Regions from separate parts of the Mus musculus genome. Here region 2 is linked to region 1. Evidence: chromatin contacts called from public Hi-C data. All regions are on one chromosome and are shown on one strand. Each heading gives the region's core, a stretch centred on a gene start, on an enhancer-like site or on the middle of the called end of the contact. The rest is flanking DNA. Distances are from core to core; before and after follow the strand shown.

Region 1 (5,722 bases), core at 1,920-4,419:
CTAGCAAAACTACATATTAAATGTAAATGAATGATCACTTTGAAATTGACAGTGTTTTAAATAAATAAAATAGTATAATATTCCTCATATATTTTATTACATGGTATGTAGTATACATTTTTGAAAGGCACAGTGGCTTAAAATAGAAAATAAATTTTGTCTTCAGCTCAGTAATATAATTTTATTTTTATGTGTCTAGTGTTTTATAAAGTATATATCCTGACCTATTCTTAAGTAGGATTTAAATTTTAAAATGACACAAATATCAAGTCAGTTAAAATAATCAAATTATTAAGTTACATAGTTAAATTGAAGTAAGTAAATATTCTGTGAAATAAATGTTAAAAGCTGTTATTCCAATTTTTATTTTAAGTTTTTTAAAAGTTTCCATATAAGCTTATCTTGTCTGTCTAGCACATTCCTTACCCCACTGACCCTCCATTTTCATTTCCCTCCTCATTCCTGTTATCCACTTTGTTCCCCTAGTCAGGCAGTTTTGCATTATTTCATTTTAATATTTAAAAATACATTATTTTATGTATATAAATTCTAGGAATGACAAATGAAAGAACATACAATTTTGTCTTCCTGAGACAAGATGATTAACTCTGATATTCATTTTCTTTCTGCAAATGACATAGTTCTGTCCTTTATGGCTGGAAACAACTACTGTGTGTGTGTGTGTGTGTGTGTGTGTGTGTGTACACACAGCATACACCACATTTTATTGTTCCTCTGTTATTGGACACCTAGATTGGTTCTATAACCTACTGTGGAGAGGGCTTCAGTAATCATTAATCTACAAGTATTCTTATAATGTTTTGATGTGGTTTTGTTTCTGCTTTGCTTTTGGTTTTGGTAAATAACCAAAAGTGAAGTAACTGAGTCACAAGGTAGAGTGAATATTGAGAATCAGTCATACTGACATCTATGTTTGGATTAGTTTTCATTCCCACCTGCAGTGTTTAAGTTTTGTCCATACCTCACCAGTATTTATTTTTCCTGTTTCTGAGACTTATTTTTTTTAATTATGTATACTACATGTGGGTATATCCACATGAGTGCAGATGACTTCGAAGGCCAGAGGCATTGGGGAGCTGGAGTTAGGGATGGTTATCAGCCTCCTGACATGAGTGATCCTCTGGAAGAGCCACAAGTGTTCCTAGCTGTGCGGCCATCTTTCCTGAGCCTGCTACTCAGTTTCTTAATGACTGCTGTGTTGATGAGTAGGATGGAATCTCAGTGCAGATTTGACTTAAATTTTTCTGATGACTCATGAGGCTGAACATTTGAAAACACTTTATTGGCTATTTGTGTTTCATCTTTTAATAACTGCACTTAATTAGTCCTTTTATAATAATTGGGTAGTTTGATTTATTGTTGTGTAGTTTTGTGAGAAACTTGGATGTTGTAAATATTAATCCTCTATGAGATGGATGGCCTGCAAAGACTTCCTTCCATTCTGCAGGCTCTCTTTTTACTAATTTGCTTCCTTTAATTTGATGATGCCCCATTAAATTGTTAAGTTTATTCCTAAGTGGCTGGAGTCCTGTTTCACTACTTTGGTCAGGTTCATTCCAAGACTGTGAATGGATTTTCCTGATTTCTTAACATGTTCTTTACTGGCACATATGAAGGTTATTGGTTTATATATGATAATTTTCTATTCTGCCACTTTGTTTAAAACTGTTTATTAGGTATAAGTGTTTTCTGGTAGAGTCTTTAGGATTTTTTATAGAGAGTAACACAATCCAAAAATAAGGATATTTTTACTTCTTCCTTTCCTATTTGTTTCTCTTTTATTTACTTCTCTTACTGCTCCTAAGACTTTAGCTAACATTTCGAACAAGAGTAGAAAAACTGGACGACCTTGTCCTATTCCTGATTTTAGTGGAAATTCTTAAGAGTGTTTTCCCTTGTATTATAATATTGGCTGTAGGCTTATCATTTACAGCTTTTATTATGTTAAGTTACTTCTAGTCCTGTTCTCTTTGGGACTTTTATAATGAAGGGATGCTTGGTTTTATGAAAAGACTTTGCTGTATCTATTAAGATCACGTAGTTTCTGACTTTGAGTATCACAACTATTTGTTTTTTATTTGGGTGGAGCTCTTAGTGTGCTTAGGTGTCTTGGGGTTTCTATTGCTCTGAAAAGACACTGTGACAACAGCAACGCTTATAAAGGAAAACATTTAATCGGGGCTGGTTTACAGGTTCAGAGATATAGTCCATTCAGGAAGCACATATGCATACATGAGACTGGAGAAGGAGCTGAGAGTTCTATCTAGATCTGTGGGCAGCGGGAAGAGAGAGTGACTGACACTGGGCCTGGCTTGAGCTTCTGAAACCTCAAAGCCTACCTCCAGTGACACACTTCCTCCAACAAGATCACACTTAGCAAAAGGTCACACCTCCAGTAATGCCACTCCCAATGAGTATGTGTGCAGGGGGTGCATTTTCATTCAAATCGCCACACTAAGGGTTAGTCAAGCCCTCCAAGTGCTGGAGAGATGGCAAAACAGATCCGTCCTGCTAAATTCAGTGTTAAAGTAAGAAAATATGAAGAGCAGAGCTGGACCATGCAGTTTTCCCCACTATTAAGATCCTCAGCATTCCTTCTTGGATCCAAGATGCCTATCATATCCCTAGGCCTTCTTTGTCTCAGATGCTGGTTATGTATACCAAGGAGTTTTTATATGCTGTTCTCACCTACAGACCGTACTTTGGGAAATCAGGTTATAGATGCTGGTTCAGTAAATGGGCTTTTCTTCGTAAGTGTAGTCACAGATGCTGGCCATACCTGTTGGCAGTCCTTCAGGAATATAATTGGGAAGGCTTACTTTGCCCTTGTGTAACCTTTGAAACTTCATGTGTTCACCTGAAGACCCAGATTTCTACCTCTAAGCTGATAACTAGTGTGTGGTTCTGATTCAGTTTCTTCCTATTATCAAGTATTCTGCTGACTTGCTTTCAGTTTACAGTCTTCTGATACTTTTGCTGAGCTTGCTCAGAATATAGATCCTAGAACTCTTTTAACATGTTCTTGCATGGCTGCACCAGGTGCGTGCTGAATGCCAAGGCGAGACGTTTTCTTGCCATCTCTACTCTCTGCAAGTGCCAGTGAGCATCCTTAGTCTGGCTCTGTCTTCTTTCTGCTTCTTAATAGTCTCATTAGTGTAAGTATAGTACAGATTTTCTAAGTCTCTCTGTCTTAAGCCCTGGATCTGGCCATCTGCTGTTGGCATTCCTTTCATTGCCAGCCGTGAGCTCCCAAAACGAAGACAGCCTTCCTGCCCGGATGGACGTTTGGCTTTTTATCCTACTTTATAAAATTCCCCATTTTACTGTACTGTTGAAGTTAGAGACATTTTAGGGTTGCTTTCCTCCCTGTTTCCTGCAGAGCCTATTAAACTATGGTTTCATATCAACTCAAGGAATCTCAGATTTTAAGTGGATAATCCAGTGAGCTTTGTCAGATATTTGTCAGTTTTTATTTTTCATTTTACTTTTTTATTTTTGTAGGTTTGTTTTTGCTTAGAAAGGAGCACATTTGACTTGGTGAGTTTATGCACTGAATTTGCTCTCTGACAGGGCATCTCTTCTGGTGTAGTTTAAGGGCTTTTTACTGAGACAGTGTTTAGATACAAATTCGAAAGAAAAGCAATGGCTTGAAGTTTGGAAGCTGGTTGTTTTTGGTTTTTGTTTTGTTTTTCTATTGAGTTTGAGGATGCCATTTGTGTCTGTAATGATACACTTAAAAACTGTAAATTCCGCCCTTCCTAGCATTGGTTCTGAAAACTGTGGAGCCTTTTATTGTAATTCATCAAGGGAGGAAAGTCCTTCTTGGTAGTATTGGCAGTAATGATTTTGGGAATGAATAATAATAGGAAAAAGTGTTTTCATTTAAAAAAATAACGTTCTTTTTTTATTTAGAATAGATTTTCTTTCACATAATGGATCGTTCTTACACTTTCCCACCATCTGTTCCTCACACTCCTCTCCACTTGCTCTCCCATCCAGATGTGCTCCTCTTCAGACTCATTAGAAAACAAAGAGGGTTCCAAGGAGCAATAATAAAATATAAGATAAAACAAAAATAACACATCAAATTACACAACACAAACAGAATAAAAGAACCCAAAGAGAAGGTACAAAAATCAGAGAGCCACACATTCCTGTATCCAGGAAATCACATAAAAACAGTGGACTAGAAGCCATACTGTATGTGCAGACAAACTGGTGTAGACCCATGCAGACCCTGTGCATGCACAGGCTCTGTGAATTCACATGAGCTTGGATCGTGTTGATTTTGAGGGCTTGTGCTAGTTTCTCCTTCCCCTCTGGCTCTTAATGCTCTTCTGCCTTGTCCTCTACATGGTTCCCTAAACTCCTATGTGAGCATTTCATGGGGACATCCCACTTAGGGTTTCCTGTTTCAAGGTCTCTAACTCTGCATAATATTTGAATGTGGGACTCTGTATTTGTTTTAATCTGCTTTAAGAAGAATCTTGAGCAAGGCACTGAACTATGAAACTATCTAGCAGAATATCAATAGGAGTTACTTTATAGCTACTTTTTTTTCTTTTAAATAAAAATGATATTTAGTTTTCCTCATAGGTTGGTTACCTAATCTGTTAGGTATAGGTTTCATCTTGTGGAATGAGCCTTAAGTTAAATCAAACATATTAGTTTGTTACTCCCACAGCTTTGTGCTATCGTTATACTATTGTAGATCGTTACACTATTGTATCGGACACCATTGTAGATCAAAGGATTTGTGGCTAGGTTGGTATTTACATTTCACTTTTGGTATTACACAGAGTACTTTCCCATAACAAAGATGTTAGCGTGAATGGGTGAAGACTTTATGTAAGTACTAGCTAGAGTTCAGTGAGATGTGTAGGTATTGTGTCTTCAGCATTGGAGCTTTTCTGTCAGTTAGTGGAAAGCAACCTGTAGTCTTGGCAACACCCTGGGTTGTTTGGAGATTCTTGTGGGACTCTTTTGACCAACATCTCAATCAGATATAACCCAATCCCAGGTCTTAGATTCATGGTGACAAAGAGATGACCAGTTGGAGCTCTCTTTTCCATCATTTGGTAATTTAATTTAGATGGCCTTCATATTTGTGTGTGTATGTGTATGTGTGTATGTATATGTATATGTATTAGGAAGCTTCTACTATTATGCTTCCATACTACGGCTCAGATGGCCCTTATTTTTAGCTGTCTCTCTCTGTATTCCTTTCTTTGCTCCCCTCCCACCTTGGTCTTCTTGTACCACTTCCCATCCATCCATCCATCCATCCATCCATCCATCCATTCATCCTTAAACTGTTTTATTTCCCTTTCCTAAATTGATTTATCCCTCTACCCTGCCCATCCTCCAGTACTTTACACTATACCTAGCCTTTGTGGTTCTACTATAGCATGATGACTATAGACTTAACCACTAATATCCATGTATCAGTGAAAACATACCATATTTGTCTTTCTGGGTCTAGAGTACCACACTCAGCATGATATTTTTTCCCTAGTTCTACCCATTTACCTACAAATTTCATGACCCACTTCCTGCAAGTATCCTCACCTTCTGTTGAGGAATATCTAGGTTATTTCCAGTTTCTGGTTGTTATGAATAAAACCAACAAGTATCTCTGGTAAAATGAAGAATCCTTTGGTATGTGCCTAAGAGTGGTATAGCTGAATCTTGAGGTCAGTTG
Region 2 (5,722 bases), core at 1,467-3,966, 65 kb before region 1:
CCATTGGTCGTACAAAATTTATATGCCTCAGTCCAGGGGAACGCCAGGGCCAAGAAGTGGGAGTGGGTGGGTAGGGGAGTGGGGCGGAGGGTATGGGAGACTTTTGGGATAGCATTGGAAATGTAAATGAGGAAAATACCCAATAAAAATATTAAAAAAAGAAATGATTGTGCTTTTAAGGTACTGTTAAAGATTGACTTGCTACATAATAACAAATGATTGATACAATAGGTATAGGAAGTACTTGTGACAACACTGTCTTTCTACAGAGTATCAATAGCTTCATATCACATATTTGGTATGTTAAAATCTGTTGCAGCTGAATTTTTGGTGTAAAAGACAATATTGGATATGACCCTCTTTCTCCTGTTGGCTTTCTAGATATTCTAATTATTCATCAAGTCAATAGATAACAATTAAGTATCAACTGAGTATCAGGAATAACACTAGATGCTTAGACTGATATGACCTGACCTTTCTATGTTTATGGGGATTGTTATAATGGACTGACAATACATGCTATGAAAGATTCTACGCTATTAACAATGAAACTGATTTCCAAAATTATTTCCATGTTGTTGTATCTAGTCATGGTTTCCTCCTTGTCTCAGAAAGTCCAGAGATGTGTTCTATTCCTCTTTGTATTTTCTCTTTATTTGGGAGAAATATTTAATTCCCCCTTTCATGGGACTTACACATCTTCCTATTGTGTAGCATAATATATTACCCATATTGACACTGGGCTTGGCAATGTTACTTGTTTTAACCATTGAGACTTAAATGTGATCCATGTTGAGACTTGATGGGCTAGGGTGGGGGGAGATATCTAGGGGGTTCTCCATTTCCTCAGAGGAGGAAAGGGGGAGAGGAACGGTGGGGGAGGGGGGACAGAGGTCTGGATGTAAAGTGAATAAATAAAAAAATGGTCATGATTAGGGGCTAGTAGCTCTCATGCTGCCTTTTGGAACCCTGTGACAGCCACCATGTGGACAAGTCAGGGTAGACCCTTGAAGAATAGGAATACTGGTTTCTGTGATCCTGGCAGACAGCTATTCCCCCAGAAATGAAAGTCCCTTTATCTGTGAAACCACCTCACTATCCCATAGTTGATATTTTAAGCTATTAAGTTTTGGATGGTTTGTTAGGCTCTCATAGTTATTTAGTCCACCATTCCTTTCAAGTTAGCATGAGCACATACTTTCATTAAGTAACTTTAATCAGACACTTCTAGAAGCTGGGCCATGCTTTTGGGTCCTGTTCTCATGTCTCTTTTGATGGTGCCTGATGAGCTTTCAGATGGAAACAACTATTCCATCTTCCCACTCTAAACTATGGAGATAAGCCACTCCTATTTTAAATTTCAGTTTCTGAACCGCCATCTAGACTATCTCTACTCTACACATCACCTTATTCTAGCCTCCCAAATGATAAGATTGCAAACATATATTCATAAACACATGGCTTCAAACTTCACATTCGAAAATTTCTGATGAAGATGTAATGCTACATTTTTACTTCTGATGCAACAAACGCTGAGCAATAAACTACTCTAAGAAGAAAAAAGAATGATAGATAAGACTATACCACAAGATAGGGCAATACAGAATTGAGAATTTGAGTTCCTAAGAATTAAAATATTTTTTTCCGCAAAGGTGAGTATAAATGCCCAGTAATGTACAGCACTTCTCTGTAAACTCTGGATGGCTTACAAGCTCTTGGTCCCCTGTGACAATACTGACATAAGTGTAGAAATGGCTCTGGTGCAAAAGTTTTTTTTTTTTTTTTAAGTAATTTTAAGTATATACTTAATCAAAAGATTCTCCTCTCCCCAAGGAAGTTTTCTCTAGCACAGAGCAGGATCCATCTATAACAATTACAAAGTGTTAAATCCCATGCAAGGTTAGTTCCCCCGATTTTTGTAACTAATCTCGCTTTTCAAGATCTCTTCGCTTCACAAAACTGATGTCCTCGCACATCTTTTCTGGATGCAGTAGGATGATTGGCAAGCGCTTTCGCTGAAAGTGAAGATAGATGACATTGACCCTGAAAAGTTTCCAGCACTTAAGGAGCTGCCTAGCCCAGCACCGCCAACTCTTGAGGCTTCCACCGTACTCCCCTCTTGGAACTCGAGGAAGCAAGCATTTGGGCGGAGGGAGTTAGAGGCTAAACCCACTGGGGGCAAAACATTAGAAGTCTGGGGCCGAGCTGCTATCTGGAAAAGTGCGAACTGGCTAGGCTAGGAGAGCGCTCAACGCGAGAGGACTACAAAGCCCAGAGGGCACAGCGTCGCTCTCTTGCGCTCCTCTACGGGACCTGCACGCAATGGAGGCTGGGAAATGAAGTCTTCGGACTTCCAGCGCTCCGCGCGAGGGCAGAAGGGAGGCGTTGCTGGTCCGCTCCTTCAGCACGCGGGTTCCTGGCTGGCCTCCGGGTTTCTCGCTCCCGCTCAGGGTTTTCGTGGACGGCGGGAGCAGTATGGCTTGCCTGAGTAAACTCTGGGGGGAGGAGGGGAAGGGAGTGGGTAAGGAGGCGGGGTCAGCGGAAGCGGCAGGTTGCTTCCTTCTCTCCGCGCTCCCTCCCCGCCTCTCCCCGAGGGAGCGGTGGGAGGGGGAGGGGAGGGCAGGAGGAAGGTAGTGACACGTGTCAATCAACCCCCCTCCGGGGGGCGCGCGCTCCGGGGCTCGCGCCGAGGGCTCGCGCCCCTGCCTCGTGCCTGCGCCGCTCGTATGTAAATGAGGGCGCGTGACGCGGGACGCAGATGGACAAGGGAAGAGAGAGAATGGCCGCTGCCGCCGCTGCTGCCGCCGCCGCCGCTGCCGCTCAGTGCCGGAGCCCTCGGTGCGCGGCGGAGAGGAGAGGATTCCGGCGGGAACTCGACTCTTGGCGCCACCGCCTCATGCACTGTGTAGGTAAGAGAGACACGGGCCGGGCCGGGCTCGGCGCCACGGTGCGGCTGCCGGAGGAGTTTGTGGCTGAGGGGTGTAGTTGGAGCTCCGGTTCGGGTCAGTTCAATGGGGAGCGATGGGAGCGGCGGCGGCGGCGGCGCGGCGGCCCCGGCGGCGCCTTTTGTCTCGGGGCTCCCTGCCCGGCGCGGTCCGCGCCCCGCCGCCCGCCTGCCCGGCTCCGAGCTCCCGGGGAACTGTTAGTTCGGACCCACTCTCCGAGCACCCCGCGGAAGCAGCCCGCCCGCTCGTGCTGCCCCGAAACTCCTCGGCGCCCGTCGCCACCCGCCGGTGCCCCTGTCACCGCGGCTCTCCACCGGGGCGGAGGGGACCCTGGAGCGGCGAGCCGGTCCGCGCCCCCGGCCGGGCGCTCACACACCCCCTTCTTGCGGCCCTGGGGCTGGCGGCGAAGACGCTGCCTAGTTCCTGGGACGCGGGACCAGGGGTTGCGGGGCGCTCGCGGGGCGGGGGGCGGGGGGCGGGAGAGGGTCGAGGGGCGATGGGGGCGGCGCCTGAGGGGCGGGGGGCGGCCGCCTCTGCCCTCTTGCGAGTGGCCTCGGATCTGTGTGTACCCCTTTAAGAAGGAGCCGCTCGAGCTGACGGTTGGGATTTGAAGTTCTTCCTCCCTCTTTGGAAGTCTGGACGGATGGGGGGTGTTGCTATGGCGACGGCACCCTCCCCACGCCCCCCCCCCCTTTCCTTGAGGACGCCCCGACGACTCCGGTCCTCTTTTCGCTGTCATGTGATGGACTCGCGTAGCCCTCCCCGCCTCCCATTCCTGTTCAAATGCAGTTCAGTTTTCCGTTTCGGTGGGGTCTGATCGGTTTTGCTTCAAACTTGCGCGCTCCCGGCTGTCATTCAGTGGGCTGCTCCGGGTAGCGGGAAGTACTGGGACTCCCTTACCTTGTTGCGGTCGCTGCTTTTCCTCACTCAGAGTGCGACGTGTGCCCACAGCTGTTACCCAGCAGGTTGGTTCAGTGCAACAGAGGGGCTGCGAGCGGAGGGTGTGCTTCGGCAGGGGTTACGGGGTAGCTTTTGAGGGGAGGAGGTGGGAGTGGAGGCTGGTCGGTGTTAGGAGTGGGTGGTTGCGTCGGTTTTCTTTTCTGACGAGTAGGTGTCAGCCTTTGGAGTTGAGTGTAGTAAGCTCAGTTCCTTGGGAAGACAACTCTCTCCTAACCGTGTTTTCATCTGTTCTTGCGCCACCTCGCGCCCTGTCCCCCTTCCCCATCCCTCGCAGATTTGCTTGGGTAGAGCCCTAAGGTCTGTCTTGTTTTCACTAATCATAGTAGATGAAACCAGATGCAACTCCAGTTCAGTAATGTGCCATACAGAATTATATATATATATATAAGCAGAAGGGAGGGCACTCTGATTTAGGAGCATTTCGGCGATGTTTAAGCAGTTTGCTCTTAAGAGCAGTGTGTCACCTCTCTAAAATGTATTTTGGTTTTATCTGTGGCAAAGTTATATGGAAGCGGGGGTGTGGTGTGGGAAAAAAAAAACAACCCATACTAAATGTGTGTCCGTACTTGTATTTCATGAATGCAAAGTGGATTCGTTTTGACAGTTACTTCTGTTTAGATCTGTTCCGTTAAAAACCCGCCTAGAAATAGTCGCGTTCCTTCTTGTGGTGTCCCAACAAATAGCACTGACAGCATTGTAGTACCGGCTCACAGCACTGTTAGGCATCCAGTGATTTGAAGATGAGCATGCTTAAGTTGTGCTTTACAGTATTTGACTATTTGTTTTTCTCATGTTGTGTCACTAAATACATTTAGTATGACTTTGAATAAAAGAAATGTACTTTTGAAAGTAAAATTTTGATTAAGTGAAACAAATTAATTTGATCTAATGGGAAACGAGGTTAATTTTTTTAATATTTAGTATTCTGTAATCTGTATTGCACTTTCATTGTTATACACAGTTATATTGTACCATACATGAAAATGTTTCCTGAGAAACAGCCATATTTGAGAACTTGTTTCACAGTTTTTGTCTTAGAGACCTGCTGAGATCCATCTTGTATATTGTTTTTGTCATTGCTAGTTTTAAGTAACAAAACCCTTCTAAATAGAATATACATCTGTTGGTTGTGGGAGTGGTCTCATTTAGTAGTGGTGTGAATTGGTGATAAAAGTCATTATTTTAAGCTGCTTTGCTATGATACATACTTTGCAGAAAAACTTCCTGTTCCTTATATGTATGTGTGTGACTTATGTGTAGATGTATAAATATATACATTTCTATATTGAATAGTCAGTGCTCTTATTGATTGAAATACCTTTTTATATAAAACATTCTGGCTATTGAGAAGGAAAATGATTTAAGTCTTGGTTTTCAGCAAGAGTTCAAAATCATAAACATATTCAGGTTATATAGCCAACTGGTATTATGTCGCAAATGAAGTTTCTTGAAACCTTGCGTCTTCACTTAACTAGTTAAAAAATAGGATTATCTTTTTGTGAATGTATATTGTCTGAAAATTTTGGGAAGGAAGTTATCTACACTGTCAGTGAATCATTATAGTGATTGACAAGAGAAAATGTTTGCAGCCATCTAGAAATATTTCCTTTATAAATATGGGACCTATGTCTTTGCCTTAGATTTACTCCGCTGATTCATTTCTGGTTTTGTTTTTTTTTTTTTTTTTTTTTTTTTTCCATTTTTTATTAGGTATTTCGCTCATTTACATTTGCAATGCTATACCAAAAGTCCCCCATAGCCACCCACCCCCTCTCCCCTACCCACCCACTCCCCTTTTATGGCCCTGACGTTCCCCT

The links. Hi-C and Micro-C count contacts between places; a contact is called where the count stands out from the background.
Region 2: a contact with region 1 is called in a Hi-C map of rod photoreceptor, with 1.9 times the contacts expected there. The contact joins the promoter of Lcorl here to the enhancer-like site in region 1. A contact is called at or near these places in 3 of 484 Hi-C or Micro-C datasets (Sertoli cells, cortical neurons and rod photoreceptor), 5 of 115 datasets of contacts at active chromatin or transcription factors (CD8 T cells, the SCID.adh cell line, bone marrow-derived macrophages and 1 more) and 2 of 9 other capture datasets (adipose tissue and pancreatic islet).

What each region holds. Positions count from the first base shown.
Region 1 is chr5:45,789,513-45,795,234 of GRCm38.p6, reverse strand. The region is part of intron 2 of Lcorl (ligand dependent nuclear receptor corepressor-like); the gene reads left to right. Among named protein-coding and RNA genes, the nearest start is that of Gm3414, 65 kb to the right of the region's middle. Within about 2 kb of position 3,169, at least 3 of the 459 cell types and tissues checked have an H3K27ac peak or open chromatin away from gene starts, as enhancers often do. A contact at or near this core is called in rod photoreceptor, where this site is marked.
Region 2 is chr5:45,854,534-45,860,255 of GRCm38.p6, reverse strand. It overlaps Lcorl (ligand dependent nuclear receptor corepressor-like), which reads left to right and starts at 2,716. Exons shown (of 7, transcript NM_001163073.1): 1 at 2,716-2,909. The coding sequence starts at 2,759.